Regions from separate parts of the Mus musculus genome. Here all the other regions are linked to region 2. Evidence: chromatin contacts called from public HiChIP or PLAC-seq and capture Hi-C data. All regions are on one chromosome and are shown on one strand. The core of a region is the stretch at or near the end of the contact, and the rest is flanking DNA. Distances in the headings are between cores, read along the strand shown. Region 1 overlaps Adcy3 (adenylate cyclase 3). Region 2 overlaps Fam228a (family with sequence similarity 228, member A). Region 3 overlaps Dnmt3a (DNA methyltransferase 3A). Region 4 holds the start of Efr3b (EFR3 homolog B).

Region 1 (3,439 bases), core at 608-3,107, 540 kb after region 2:
CTGTTTATCTCACGTGTGACCCACACAGATCGAAGTTCCTATACTTCAGGCCTCCTTCATTAATTTGGATGCATCATATCATGTTCTATACCATACATGCAACAGAACTCCTGACTAGAATGGTGAGGCAATGGCCGTACCCTTCTGGGTAGCTTCTGCTAAGCCCCAGTGACCCTGGGACAGAGAGAAGGCTGGAGGAAGGCCTTTCAGGAGAAACCTGCCTATCATAAGACCCTGGTGGATGCAATCAAAGGCTTGCCAGGAGCTGCATGACCAACAGCTTCCACTGAGCCCACCAACATATTAGGAGGCCCTATATACCCTCTTACCCAGCAGGGCCCATGCAAGAGTTTACTAACATGGTTCTCAGCCCTCAAACCTACCAGCTGTGTGGTTAATTCACTGAGAATGCCCATGTGGGATGTCCACCTCTCCAATAACCCCCAATACTCCCTCTCTATCCTCAATTCCCCACTCTCTGGTTCACCTAGCTGTAAAGCACTTAGCTTCTACCATCAAGGTCCTGATCTGGGCTACCATATCCCTCTGATCTCCCTGCTTCCTTGGCTATCTCTTCCCCATCAATAGCTACACTGTTTGAATTCCTGGGATGGCTAATCCTAGCTCTCCTCAGCACAAAGCCAAGGCTCTCTCCAGGACTGCAGGCTCCAGGTTGTGGCTCACAGGATCTCTGCCTCCCTCCCTCTCCTGTTCCACTGTCCTGTGTTCCTGCCGATGGACACACCCCATCCCCATCTCCTTCTGTTCCTAGCACTGTGTTCCATGTGTCCTGTGGATTCACCCCAGGTTCTTTCCCATGCTGCCACCCTCCCCATGGCTTGCTGCTCACCACCTGCAGGTCTCCACTCCACATTACCTCAAGAAAGCTTTCCCTGGCCCAAGATACTGATACCAACTTCCGTCTACCTGTGGTGCCTGGTAAGTTCCTTTCCCTGCTCTGTAGCTCATACGGATGTATTTTCTGCCAGCCACCCCCACAGAATCTATGCTCAGAACCATGTCCTCGTGGAAGGTGGCCCTGGATACTAGTGATCTGAATTAAAATGTATGCTTACTCTGTTTGTGTGTGTGTGTGTGTGTGTGTGTGTGTGTGTGTGTGTGTCTGTCTGTCTGTCTGTCTGTCTGTCTACCTGCCAGTATATGTATATGCATGCAGAAGCCTGCAGACAAGAAGGCATTAGATTCCCCGGAGTTACAGGCAGTTGTGGGTCCCCTGACTGGATGGATGGGTGTTAGGACCATGAACTCAGGTCATCTGCAATGACGGTAGATGCTCTTAACCACTGAGTCATCTCTCCAGGCTCTCATGGACTTCTTAACCATCCTATTCTCTATTACCACTTCACAGAGAAGCTGGGGCTCAGAGCACATAAGTAACTTCTCAGGGCCAAGCGACAAATGGTTCAACTAGAATGAGAATCTATGTCTCACTCTGAAACCCAGCATGGTGGCTCATTCACACCTGTGATGCCCAATCGGAAGGCTAAGGCAGGAGTGCTATGAGTTCAAGGCTAGCCTGGGCCACAGAGTAAGACTCGTCTCAAACAGGAAAAATTTACAGACACTTGGCAAGGTAGTAAAAAGCCCAGGTTGCCATAGAGGATGTAGACATTTCTAATTATTAATTATGCATTTAATAGACTACCTGGATTACTAGCCACAGCCAGACAGGAGATGCTCCCAGCTGTGGCCACAGACCACAGGATATGCTGAAGGATATGACGCCAGCAGTGGTGGTCAAGACTGGAAAGCTGCTGAGCCAGCAGAGGCTCAGAAGACAGACTTCAGGTAGACAGGGCTTGGGAGGCAGGGCTCAGTAGGAGGAGTGGCTTAAAAGTGCTGACGTCATCACTGCTGCCTGGAGGAGTCACAGCACAACAGAGCCCTCCTCACCAGGAGCCCCCTCGCCCCAGCTGCCTGAAGCAGGGATGTGCCTTGCTAGGTTCTGAAATACTGGCATGAAGAACACCCTGTAAAGTCCAAGTGGTGGAAACTAAAGCCACAGAGAAACCAGTATTCATCGTACAACACGTACAACAAGGGGAGGCGCCTTCTGGCTTTCCTCACATCAAGGGATTTCAAAGCTAAAACAAAAGCTAAGGATATTAACTGTATTCAAGAGTGTTTCTGGCCCGACATGGTGGCGCACACCTTTAATCCCAGCACTCGGGAGGCAGAGGCAGGCAGATCTCTGAGTTCGAGGCCAGCCTGGTCTACAGAGTGAGTTCCAGGACAGCCAGGGCTACTCAGAGAAACCCTGTCTCGAAAAACAACAACAAAAAATAACAAAACAAAAAAAGAGTGTTTCTGTTTAGAGGCTAAAATGAAAGTGTATTTCCAAATTAAAATGAAAGTGTATTTCCAAATTAATGCTCTGTGGCCCTATCAGGTGACCCACCCAATTTCAACACTGGAATTTCAACACTGGGGATACTGAGGTCCAGTGCCAAGAGGAAGAGGCCACACCCCTGTGGAGAGAGGAGGTGCGCTGCTCTCTGCCCACACCAACCATCTTTCCCCACTGAGCTGCTCCCCAAGGAAGCAGGCCCATCACCCTCACCTCACTGTTGCCAGGACAACTTTGGGGTTGGTACTAGAAACCTGATTCTCCCCTCCCCCATGGCCTCCAAGAGAACAAGGCTCAAGGTTAAGGGGACTCTGTGCCACGCCCTAACAGCCGAAGGACTTGGGGCACGCAGTAAAGGTCAGAGGACAAGGATATTCAGGCACTGAGCCTATGAAGCAGTGCATTCTCCTAGAGTTCTCGGCTCTCGGAGGGAGAGAAACCCAATCCTGTGGCAAACAGGTAAAGTCCTGGCTCAGAACAGCAGCAGACCTCACATGAAGGATCAAGACCCAGGCAGAGGCAGGCTGAGAGAAGCAGGTTACAGCAGTGTTCACCTGTGTGGGCGCCACAGAAGTAGTGTCTCCTAAGCCATGATTCCCAGGGCACACAGCTAGTGACAGTGGACAGCTCTCTTATAACCCTGTACAGCCAGCATCTCCACTGGAGCCTGGATGCAGCTTCCTAGGTGCTGGGGTGTGGGGGCTGAGAGGAGCCCTCCCCCCCTCGCCCCCCCCCCCCGCCTTCTGAAGGATAGGGTGTGCCCTGAGGAGGCTCCCCTGTCACTTCTCCATGCCCCTCATTCCTCCTTCTTTATTTTCCGTGCCTGCTAAGTGTTTCTGGGGGTGATTCAGGTACTTCATAATTCTAAAGTTTGTGCCTGGCAACAGGTGTGATGTTCTGAGTGCCTCTGCTGCCAGGTGCCAGTTGGGGTGCTTAGCAACTCTCAAGGTCCCAAACGAATCCCCAAAGTAGGTCACATGGGAGTCACAACAAGTAATGGAAGTTCTTCCCTCTGGGCCTCTGGCTCCGCACTAACATGCCCATGGAGCTGAGGGGAGACTAGAGAGAGAC
Region 2 (3,174 bases), core at 606-3,105:
GATTGTAAATGATGCAGGTTCTAGTATTGCTTTTGCAATATCCTTCCAGTCTTGGGGGATTACTCTATTTTTAATAGACCAAGAAGTCAGAATTTGTTTTACAAATGGAGAATGCATTCCAAAATTAGTGACACTTTCCTTAAATTTCCTCATCTAACACATCCACGAGTTGCCATTCGAATTCCTAATAACCCTGTGGATGATCATCATCTGGAAGTCTTGGTTGTATACTAACCGGATAAGCTAAAGTTTGTTTTCTAATAACCGTTTGTTGGTTTTCTCTAATTTTATCTTCTCTCTGAGAATTTTCCTTAACTGAGATTTTAAAATTCTCCCCTTAAGGTTTGTGTCCATGCTTCATATCTCTCTTTTTGCCGCTCCTCCCATTCTTTGAGTTCCTGTATTCTTTGCTCAAGGTTCTGCCTCCACATTTTAATTTTTTCTTTATTTTGTTATCCATTTTATTTTTGATTGATTAATTTTAAAAGGTTATTCTCCAAGTCTTGCTTCCAATTCTCATTATTTTCTCTCTGCTGCTCAGTCTGATCTGTGAGCTGTTGTCCTTTGTTCTAGCATCTTTTCTAGCTAGAACATTTTCATCTATCTGTCTCTTATTCTGATCTATAATTTCCTGTGTCTTCAACTCTAGTGTTTCCTCTAGGCCAGGTTGCCAAGTCTTAAATTTTTCTTTCTGTTGTTCATTTTGCTCTATAATTACCTGTATCTTCTGTTCTAGGCCCTCCTTCCACAATCTTAGCTTCTCTTTATGTTGTAATTCTGATATGGTGGCATCTGCCTTATGTTGATTTAGTAAATTATCCTCTAGACTTTGCTTCCAAATTTTATCTCTGTCTCCTTGCTGTTCAATTTGATGTGTGAATTGTTGAATCCTTTTTTCTAGTGTCTCTTCCAGCTCCTGTGGCCAACCTTTATTTTCTTCTTTCTGTTGCTTATCTTGACCTATAAAATCCAGAACCTTTAGTTCTAGTGTTCCCTGTAATCTTTTTATCTAGGTCCCTGTCCTTTGAGAAGACATAGTAGATCAAGAGGATAAATAGTTCAATAAATGACAAGGTGTCTATTTCCTTTAAATCCATCCCTGTCAAACCATTTAGAATATCATCCCTTAAAGCCCAAAAGGTATTTACTGTGTTTCTTATCTGTAACTATCGATGTATGATGCTTATTACCTCATCCAGAGCCCTTTGTACCTTTGTCTCCCTCTGTGTTCAATTCAGAGTCTGGCTGTCCATGTCCTTTGTAGATGCCGGGGATACGGGGAAGCAAACACAGAAAGGCTCTCTCAGGCGGGTGTAGATGCCCCAATCAGTTCACTGTGTCTGCCCAAGTCCAGTTCCAGGATGCAGTGCTGCCCCTGGTGGCAGCTGTCTACCTGGGGCTTGGGGAGAGAGCCTCTCTGCAGTTCTCTGTAGGCCCCTCAGACCCAGTCAGCTTTCAATCTACACACTGCTGCAGCCTAGATGGCTGCCCCAGCCTTGTATTAGGGGGGAGGGGGAGGGGCAGTGATCTTTTATCTCAGATTAGTTGAGTTCTAATCGACGCCATTTTGTTTCGGTAAATCTCCAACCTCAGTACTCCCAAGCAAGGAAAATGCAACTCAGTAGTATATTTATAAACTGCACATCCATATTGGGCAGATATGCCTCTACACCACTTTCCTTCCCATCTATGAAATCCCTGCTACTTGCAGTTTCTCCAGGCCATGCGCTTCTGCCCCATCTTCCTTCCAGCTCTCCCCTTCTGTCTTTGCAGACTCCTCAAACTCCTCCTCGGCTCTTCTTGTCTTGCCCGGGAAAACCCGCCTCCTCATTTTCTGCCCAGTGATTGGCTATTTTTCATCTTTCTCAGCCAATCAGATAATTAAGGGAAATTCCTCTACAGTACCGCCCCTCAACAAGCCGACCTAGAGAGTTGGGTGTTGTGGTAATTTCTTACCCTAATAAGCCCGTATAAAGAACATATAATCTAATTATTATATTTATAAGCTATACGTCTAGATCAGGCAGATCTATCACTATATTGATTTATTCCCCAGCTACGAGATCCCTCGTTTGTGTTTTGTCCAGGCCATGTGATTCTGTTCTATCTTCTTTCCTCCTCCTCTTCCTCTGTTCTCTGAGACTCCCTGTCCCACCTTTCCCCTCCACTGCCCGATCATAGGCCCTAGCCTTAATGTGACCGGTCAGAATGGGGGGAAGGGTCAGTGATGTCACCTGAGGGCATGATCTACTCCTGGGGCAGCTCCTCTTGAGGAAGTGGAATTAACATCAAATACAAACAGCAGCAGGGCAACCCACACCAGCAGGGCTGTGTCCTGTTTATCTTGATGTTTTCAGTGGCTAGAGGACAATGAACAAATTCTTATGAGATAGATAAGGGGGTGGGAAAGAGAAGGGTTATCTCCTCAGTAGGGATAGGCCGCGTCTCTCTGAGAGGACAAATCTTCTGGAGGGTGCCTCGTTTAACAAAGGAAAGAACTTGAGAGTGATTCACTAGACTAACCAGGAGCAGTGGATTGCAAAAAGCAGAATCTGTCTCAAGTGAAAAAGTGGAGAAGGCCCCTTATCTAATCATCGAGAAAGCCCAGCAGCTTGAGGACCGCGGCCCCTGTCCTCTCCTCCAGAGACCTTGCTTCTTACTGTCGCTTCTCCTTAACAAACGGCTTAGTTTCTGTTCTCTGCTTTGTGTATGTGCTGCCGGTGAATTGTGCATTCTCCCTAGCTTCCTGGTCTAAGGACCTACAGGCTGCCTGGTGGCATCTCTGTTCAAGCGTGGTCTCAGGATTGATGCGCCTCCTCAGCTGGAGAAAGGCGTGACTCACCTGTGGCACTTGACAGTTTGGAAGGATAAAGTTTGAAATCAAGTAGCTTCAATTGCTTTGGGCCTCTGATAGGGCAGCACAGTGCAGCAGGAGTTTCTGTAGGGTTAGACTGCTCAGGAAACAGGGAGAAAGGGGAAGGAAGAGAACAGAGTTCCACAGTCCCTTCACCCTCAGACTTCAGCAACTCTACTCTAACCTCATCCTTAAGGTCCACAGCATTCCCATGTGAACCGTTAGGGAACATTATCCTTAGCAGAGCAGATGGCCAGGCACCAGCGATGTCTAGCCAGACCTTTCTTTTCACAAAATGAATAGCATATTCATCGAATAAC
Region 3 (3,585 bases), core at 77-2,576, 850 kb after region 2:
TGACCCTCTGAGGAGGGATTAGGAGTTGGCAGGGACTCATGAACAAGGCAGAGAGGGGAAGTGCTTGACCTCTGGAGGGGGATGAGCTGGCTGCCTCACTAGGGGACTTCCAACCTCCACCCCCACTTCCTCTCCCTCTCACAAGGAACAACCAAAGATGGGGCAGGACCCACCCTCGGGCCCCTCACACACACTCGCCACAGTCCATCAGAGAGGTGGTTTTCTTCTAGAATCAGGACCCACAGGGCCCCTGTGGGTGAGGAAAACACTTGCCTCCATTTTCATGGATTCGATGTTGGTCTGCTTCTGTTCTTTGCCTGTGGAAAGGGAAGAACAAGAGGACTGTTGACGGAGTCACGGGGGTGGCTCAGAGGAGCCTGGGGGCCTCCATGGGATCAGGGTCCTCCTAGTGTTTGCTTGTTCATGTGCCGTCCACACAGACCATACCCGTGTGCCAGGCAAGGCCTGGAGCAAAGAGACCCTGGTCCAGGTTCCGGGCCCAAGAACACAGGAAGAAGACAGAACTCAGGGGCATGGCTTCTGGCCTTTGGACCCTGGTCTCAAGTACACAAAAGGGGCTCTGAAGTAGCCATCACCTGCTGCTTGACCCCAGCCCTCACTCAGAGCGAGGGGCAGGAGGGAGGAGGGGCAGAGCAGGGGCAGGAGGGTGGAGGGGCAGAGCAGGGGTTGGGCTGAAGGAACCAGGCTGTTACTCCTTTCTCATGGGGTAGGAAAAGGTGTTGGGGCACAGACAATGGGCCAGTGGGAATAGACCCCAGGAAACAGCTCCAATTACAAACAGTTCTAAATGGTATGGCCCTGCTACCAACATGGAAACTGCCCTCCATTCCTGGCTCTTTCTCAGGTTAAGATAAGGATTTTTGGGGGTGGGGGATGGGGACAGGGTTGTTCCATGTAGCCCTGGCTGTCTAGGAATTTGCTCTGTAGCCTAGGCTGGTCTCAAACTCACTGAGATCTGCCTCTCTCAGGTGCTGGGATTAAAGGTATGTGCCACCCAGCTAAGTCTGGATCCCCTCTTCACCATGACCCCCCCCCCCCAACCTCTGCTGTGTCCTCACTGATCCAAAGTGACATGTTCTAAGGACTGGTGTGAGCAATGAGTGCATGAACAGGGCTTGGCGCACAGTAGGTACGTTGTCAGCATGCTTCCCTTCCCTAAGGAACTCCCTGATGCACACGTTTCTCTGTTTCTTTGGCTTTTCTCAAAGTTCCGGGACTGGGCACTGATCCCAGTTCCTGGGAGGGACATCTGGGCTGGGAGCAGCGGTCTCCACAGCGCCATCTTTAGGAAGGACTCTTTGTGCCCGCATAGGCCGGACACGAGGGCAGTGACATCTTCCTGCCATTTCTGCACGCTTCTCTGGCTCCTCTCCCGGCAGCTCCGCGGCAGGCAGCTGGCTGTATGGCTTTTCCTATTAAGTAGGGAAAATTCGGCCGCCTTTCTTCACCTAGGTGCCTCAATTCTTTTCTTTGAGACTGAGAAAATACAGGGCTTGGGCCCAGAGCAGGAAGGTCGCTAAGGTTGGCTCATGTAGCTTGGTGTGCATGGGGTGGGGGGTTGGAGGTGGGTGGGTACGAAAACAAAGAGCCCCAAACAGAAAAAAAACAGCCCCTGGTACATCTCCTAGCTCAGAAGTGGAAACCACCCACAGCATTTATGGCTCTGAATCTTTAGCTTGGATCTTTCCCCTACTGTCAACAGACAGACCTGAGGTTTCTCTCTGCACCTGCCCAGAACGCTCTGTATCGCCACGTGTGCCGGGCTCCATCTAGAGGGGCTGAAGGGAGGAAGGGAGGGAGGGAGGGAGAAAGAAGGGGAGGGCAGAGCCCCTGCTGGTTACCCCGTGGGCTGTGAACCCCGTGGTAGGCAGGCGTGTCGCTGGGCCTCGTGGAGGTGGTGTGTGGGAGGAGCGTGGTGGCTGTAACCCTTGTGTGGGTGGGGGGTGTACGCCCTCCCAGTACAGGGTACGTGGTTGGCCTTTTAAGGCATATCTCATCCACCACGTCTCTTCCTCCCCGTTTCCTCCATGTCCTCTCACCCACAAGTCTGCTCCCCACTTTCCACGGGGTTCCCCCTCAGGCCTGCTCTGGGCCTCCCACCTCTAGGGCAAGCCCCTCCCTCGGACCTCGGTGCTCAGCCCATGACCTAGGCTGCCAGAAGGGGGTGCCTGCCCTGGATCGCGGCTCCTGCTGAGGCTGCAACAGCTGCTGCAGCAACCATGCAGCAGCCAGAGGAGGGTAGTGAGTGAGGAATCCAAGCTGGCCCAGGCTATTAGACTATGTACGGGACCTAGGAGTTTCCTGAATATCACTCCTTCCTACCCCAGTGTTTTTTAACTACGTTTACCAGGACTGATTTATTCATTATTTTTTATTTTTATTTTTTGTTTTTTTCGAGACAGGGTTTCTCTGTGTAGCCCTGGCTGTCCTGGAACTCAGTTTGTAGACCAGGCTGGCCTTGACTTCAGCAGTCCACCTGCCTCTGCCTCCTGAGTGCTGGGATTAAAGGTGTGGGCCACCACTGTTTGGCCTGATTTATTCATTAGACTACAAGAAAATTTTACCTGAAAAGAAGACATGGTTGAGTTTGCTAAATATTTCACAACAGGCAACAGAGGCCGTGAGTGGATTTCAGGGCTTCTGACTGACCTGCACTGCCACCATTATCCCTTGTGTCCTTTGCCAGTCATCCAGGCCCGGAGTCTTCCAAATGGAGACTTCTTGAAAAAGTTTCCAACTGGCTTCTTTCTGGAATTTTTTCCCTGAAAGACTGCGCATACCTACATGAGCTTTCTCACTGTCAGTCACATGCACGCACGCGCTCACGCAAACACTCTTCCCCTCTCCAGTCTGGCCAGCAGACCACAAACTGTCTGTCTCTGAACACCAGAGCTCTTACTCCCATATGCTCCTGGCTCAGACTCAGGGTCCCTGGGCTAGGTGCCTGTGCCTTCCAGAGTGGCTCTGGAGGACAGGAACATGACTCCAAGTTACCTCAGGTCCTGGGGACAGAGGAGGTCAGGGGCTTCAAGCACTTAACCTGTTGGCCAGAGACTATCCAGTAAAGACTACTCCAAGTTCTCTTTACAGTGAGACAATATCCAGGTGACAGGGCAGGCGCTAGATTTACTCTAAGCATGGTTACTGGCTCGTGTTTGTCCTCACGCTCACTCTGAGCAGAGCAGCCTTGGCTGACTCTCAGCCCACTCCTCCGTTACTAGGTTTTATGTATCCTAATCTGGCCTCCAAAGCTATAAGACAAGAGTGACCTGAACTTCTGACCCTCGTGCCTCCACCTATCAAGTTCTGAGACTACAAGTGTGAGGTGCCACACCTGCCTTCCCTACTTTTTTCCCCATAAGAAAAGCAGAGAAAATCAGGTCGTCTTCACATGGCCCAAGGCTGAAGTGAGAGAAGAGGGCTCTCAGAAAGCATGAGGATCTTTGAGGGAGAGCTACAGATTCTGCGTCTTGGCTTCCCAGGTACTATGGACCACAGCTGGCCAGAGGACCCTGAGCAGTGGGGTAGAGCACACTGTACAGTAGAGGCAGGCACCTGGGTTTC
Region 4 (3,405 bases), core at 726-3,225, 680 kb after region 2:
GTCACCTGCTCTAGAGGATAGGACTCTTGAATCCAGCCCTTTGATTTTACACTGTCTCTGTTGTGTTATTTTTTTCTGAGAGCTTATTTCTATTAAACCCAGATAGAAAAGATATCAACAGACCAAAGAAATAATCCAACCCAAGTCTATCTTGATGGGCCGAGGAGTTTGTTGGGGTCACGTACAGGAGCACAAGGAACTAGGCAGTTTTGCCACTGGAAAGCCCACCCAGCAAGGGGACTAACTAAAAGCTGCACCGCTGGTGCCCTGGTGCAGCACGCAGGCAGCTACATCACTCCAGAAATTGCTTACTGGCCATGTAACTTTAGGGAAGAATCCTGTCTTAGTTCCTTTTTTATTGCTGATCCCAATATCCTGTCTCCATAGCCAAGACAGGTTATACAAGAAACAATTCAGTTCAGGGCGCACATTTCCAGAGGGTAGAGTCCACAGCCATCATGGTGGAGAGCACAGCAGGCAGGCAGGCAGGCAGGCATGGCTGTGGATCAGAGCTTACATCTGGTCAACAAGCATGAGGGAGAGAGAGAGAGAAAGAGAGAGAGAGAGAGAGAGAGAGAAAGAGAGAGAGAGAGAGAGAGAGCGCTGGACTAGTGTGGGCTTTTGAAACTTCGAAGGCCATCTCCATTGACCATTGACACACACACCCCCAACAAGAACACACTTCCTAATCCTCCCCCAAACAGTTCTACCAATGAGGGACCAGCATTCAAATATAAGAGCCTACAGGGACTCTTCATATTCCACTACAATCCGTTCAAACCAGGACAACTTCCCCCAGTGATGGACTGTAAAGTTTAATATGACATAAACCCTTTCTTAACCAAGTGTTTTTTTGGTCATTCTGTTTATCAAGGCAACAGGAAGCATCAGATTAGGAGAGGTGCAGGTGGGTTGGTGGATGTGTCTGGGGAAATGAAGCCAAAGAAAAATAGAAAATGCTGGTTTGGGGTGCAGTGAGCACTGTCTTGAGCACCGTCTCCAAATCCAAGGACTGGATCTCTCTGGTTTGATCTTTGCTTTGGGGGAGAAAAAAAGAAAAAGAAAACAATATGTGGTGCCCACTATGTACTGTAGGTTCATGAAATTTCTCAACACGAAGCAAGGCTCAAAGAGGCGCCGACAGAGAAACCCTGTCTCAAAAAACAAGACGAAACAAAACAAAACAAACAAACAAACAAACAAACAAAACGAAGGTCATTGCATTCAGGCCCTTCTCTAATTTTTACGGTCGGGAAGAAAACAGAAAGCCTCCAGCAAGAGGCAAGAGGAGAAATTAAGAAATAGAAATAGAAAAGCCAGAGAAACAGAAGGCAGAGATATCCAGGGCTGGGGCGTTGGCCTGGGGTTTAAGTCCCTTTGTGGAGGGGATGCTGGCTGCAAAGCTTGCAGATTACACAAATCTGGAGAGGAAAAACCAAGCGGACTTCCTGCAGCCTTGGAGGTTGGGAGTGTGCTGTATTTCCTGAATACCTGACCCAGGTAGCAAACAGAGTTTGGGGCCCGCAGAAAGAATAGGGTTATGCCTCAATTTCTGCTCCTTAGGTTCCCTAAGCCGGTTCGTTTGAGCAGACTGAATAGAGCACACCTGCAGCTTCCAGCGCCCGGCTGACCTGGTGTGGGGTGTGTGTGTGTGTGTGTGTGTGTGTGTGTGTGTGTGTGTGTGTGTGTGTGTGTGTGTGTGTCATCAGTTTGAAGGACACGTCAGCGACCCGCGTAAGAGCTGAGCCAGGAGCTGGAATTCGGATGGATGATCTACTGAGTGAACGAAGAACCTGGGCTTCCTGGGGCGTCAGGTAGGTAAAAAGGCTCGCCCCATACTGAGGAAAGGAGAGGGTCCGGGATGGAGGCGGGGCTCTTGAGGCAGCCCGCCAGTGGCCAAGGGGGCGGGGCGTGGCAGAACACAGCTCCGCCCCCTGCGCGCCGCCTAGCTTGCGGACCAGAGCAGGAGGCGGCAGCCAACCTCGTCGCTGAATGGGCGGGTGGCGTCCCGCTCTGTCCCGCCCGCCGCCGGCCCCCCATCGGCTGCTCCCGCCGCGCCCCGGTCTCCGCCCGCAGCCGCCTGAGCCCGCCGGGCTGTGAATGAAAGGCAGGAGCGGCCAGGACTAGCAGCCAGCGACGCGGCTACGCCGGCCTCCCCAGAGGCGCGCTCCCCGCGGAGATGTACGGTAAGGAGGGCTTGGCGCCCCGGCTCGGGCCCGCAAACTTCCAGACACGGACCTTTGTCCCCCGGAGTGGCCCCCGTCGCAAAAGCGAGAATGCCGACTTGGTGCCAGGCTAGGCTGGTTCAGTCGCCTGTGCGTACGTCTGTGCCGAGAGGACAAAGATGCCTTAGGCCGGGGGACTCTCTGGTCCCCTGAGATCCCTCGGGCAGGCGTGTGCAGGCGCTAGGGGCGGTGGTCCGTCGCCAGGTAGGGACTCTGATGGCTGAGAGGCACCCGGCTTTGGAAAAAGCGAGTATCTTCGGAGCTGAGCCGACAGTGTTGGTGGAGGTGATCGGGTGACAGTATTTGCAGAATTAACAAAGAGGCTTGTGCTTGGGAGTTTGATGCGCGAAAGTGGTCCAGGGTAGGGGAGAGCTGCTCACTGCCAGTCTGCTGCCAGGCTCCTTGGATGTGGGAGGCGGCGCCGGCAGTGCAGGAGCTGGCGAGCGAGCCGGCGCTGGAGGTTCATCTCTCTGAGCTGGGTGGACTTGGCCTCTACCTAACACTGCTGCTAATGGTATTCAGGCTTCCCAACTTCCAGATTGGCCCTATGGAGGGCTGATGGGGAGAGATGCTGCTTCGAGGGTTTCTCCCAATTACGCAGCCACCGCCCCCACGAATGTGTGGCAGCTCCAAGACCCTCACGGTTCAAGGCTCTGCTTGCTCATTTGTCAAGAATTTCTCGGGTTCTACAGGCAGCGTGGATGAGGAAAGCGCTCCTGGGGTCCCACTTTGCAGATCATAAGAGTGGACTAGTCTAGGAATCGGCTCTCTACCAAGGGTACATGTGTGCGTGTATTCCTGTGGACACAGTTTACTAGAGCCCAGGTCTCTGGTAGTTATTCTGAGGCCAGCAGAAGAATTGGAGCCCTGTTCTCCGTCTCCTACTGCAGGGTAGGGGCTCGGGCTGCACCTGAGGAGTGAGTGATCTAGAAGTGCATGTTCCCAATTTAACCCATTTCTAAGGCTGCTGGCTGCCTCTGCGAACAGACCATGAGTCACAAAGTTTGTTAGCACAGAGAGCATGCTGAAAAGAGTCAGCAGTTGGTGAGCCCCCTATTTAGAAGACAAAGACTTAACTTTTTGCCTTGCATCTCCTTCCCAGGTCAGTTGGTTACACAGCCACACTATGATTCTTATAGAGGTGTCAGCAGGTCCTCTCAGCTAGCATTAATTCTCTTGG

The links. HiChIP or PLAC-seq counts read pairs in DNA pulled down with a chosen protein or histone mark. Capture Hi-C pulls out chosen DNA fragments and counts their contacts.
Region 1: a capture Hi-C map of embryonic stem cells shows a contact between it and region 2, with 2.0 times the contacts expected there. The contact joins two enhancer-like sites. A contact is called at or near these places in 1 of 484 Hi-C or Micro-C datasets (bone marrow-derived macrophages) and 1 of 9 other capture datasets (embryonic stem cells).
Region 3: a capture Hi-C map of embryonic stem cells shows a contact between it and region 2, with 2.4 times the contacts expected there. The contact joins two enhancer-like sites. A contact is called at or near these places in 1 of 115 datasets of contacts at active chromatin or transcription factors (bone marrow-derived macrophages) and 2 of 9 other capture datasets (adipose tissue and embryonic stem cells).
Region 4: a contact with region 2 is called in an H3K27ac HiChIP or PLAC-seq map of extraembryonic endoderm stem cells, with 5 times the contacts expected there. The contact joins the promoter of Efr3b here to the enhancer-like site in region 2.

The regions. Positions count from the first base shown.
Region 1 is chr12:4,179,084-4,182,522 of GRCm38.p6, reverse strand. All of the region lies in intron 2 of Adcy3 (adenylate cyclase 3), which reads right to left. Among named protein-coding and RNA genes, the nearest start is that of Adcy3, 47 kb to the right of the region's middle. Within about 2 kb of position 1,857, at least 28 of the 459 cell types and tissues checked have an H3K27ac peak or open chromatin away from gene starts, as enhancers often do. A contact at or near this core is called in embryonic stem cells, where this site is marked.
Region 2 is chr12:4,718,767-4,721,940 of GRCm38.p6, reverse strand. All of the region lies in intron 6 of Fam228a (family with sequence similarity 228, member A), which reads left to right. Among named protein-coding and RNA genes, the nearest start is that of Fam228a, 18 kb to the left of the region's middle. Within about 2 kb of position 1,855, at least 39 of the 459 cell types and tissues checked have an H3K27ac peak or open chromatin away from gene starts, as enhancers often do. A contact at or near this core is called in embryonic stem cells and extraembryonic endoderm stem cells, where this site is marked.
Region 3 is chr12:3,869,567-3,873,151 of GRCm38.p6, reverse strand. Dnmt3a (DNA methyltransferase 3A) reads right to left here. Exons shown (of 23, transcript NM_007872.4): 5 at 274-317. Among named protein-coding and RNA genes, the nearest start is that of Dnmt3aos, 9.1 kb to the right of the region's middle. Within about 2 kb of position 1,326, at least 157 of the 459 cell types and tissues checked have an H3K27ac peak or open chromatin away from gene starts, as enhancers often do. A contact at or near this core is called in embryonic stem cells, where this site is marked.
Region 4 is chr12:4,037,485-4,040,889 of GRCm38.p6, reverse strand. Efr3b (EFR3 homolog B) reads left to right here and starts at 1,975. Exons shown (of 23, transcript NM_001082483.1): 1 at 1,975-2,186. The coding sequence starts at 2,180.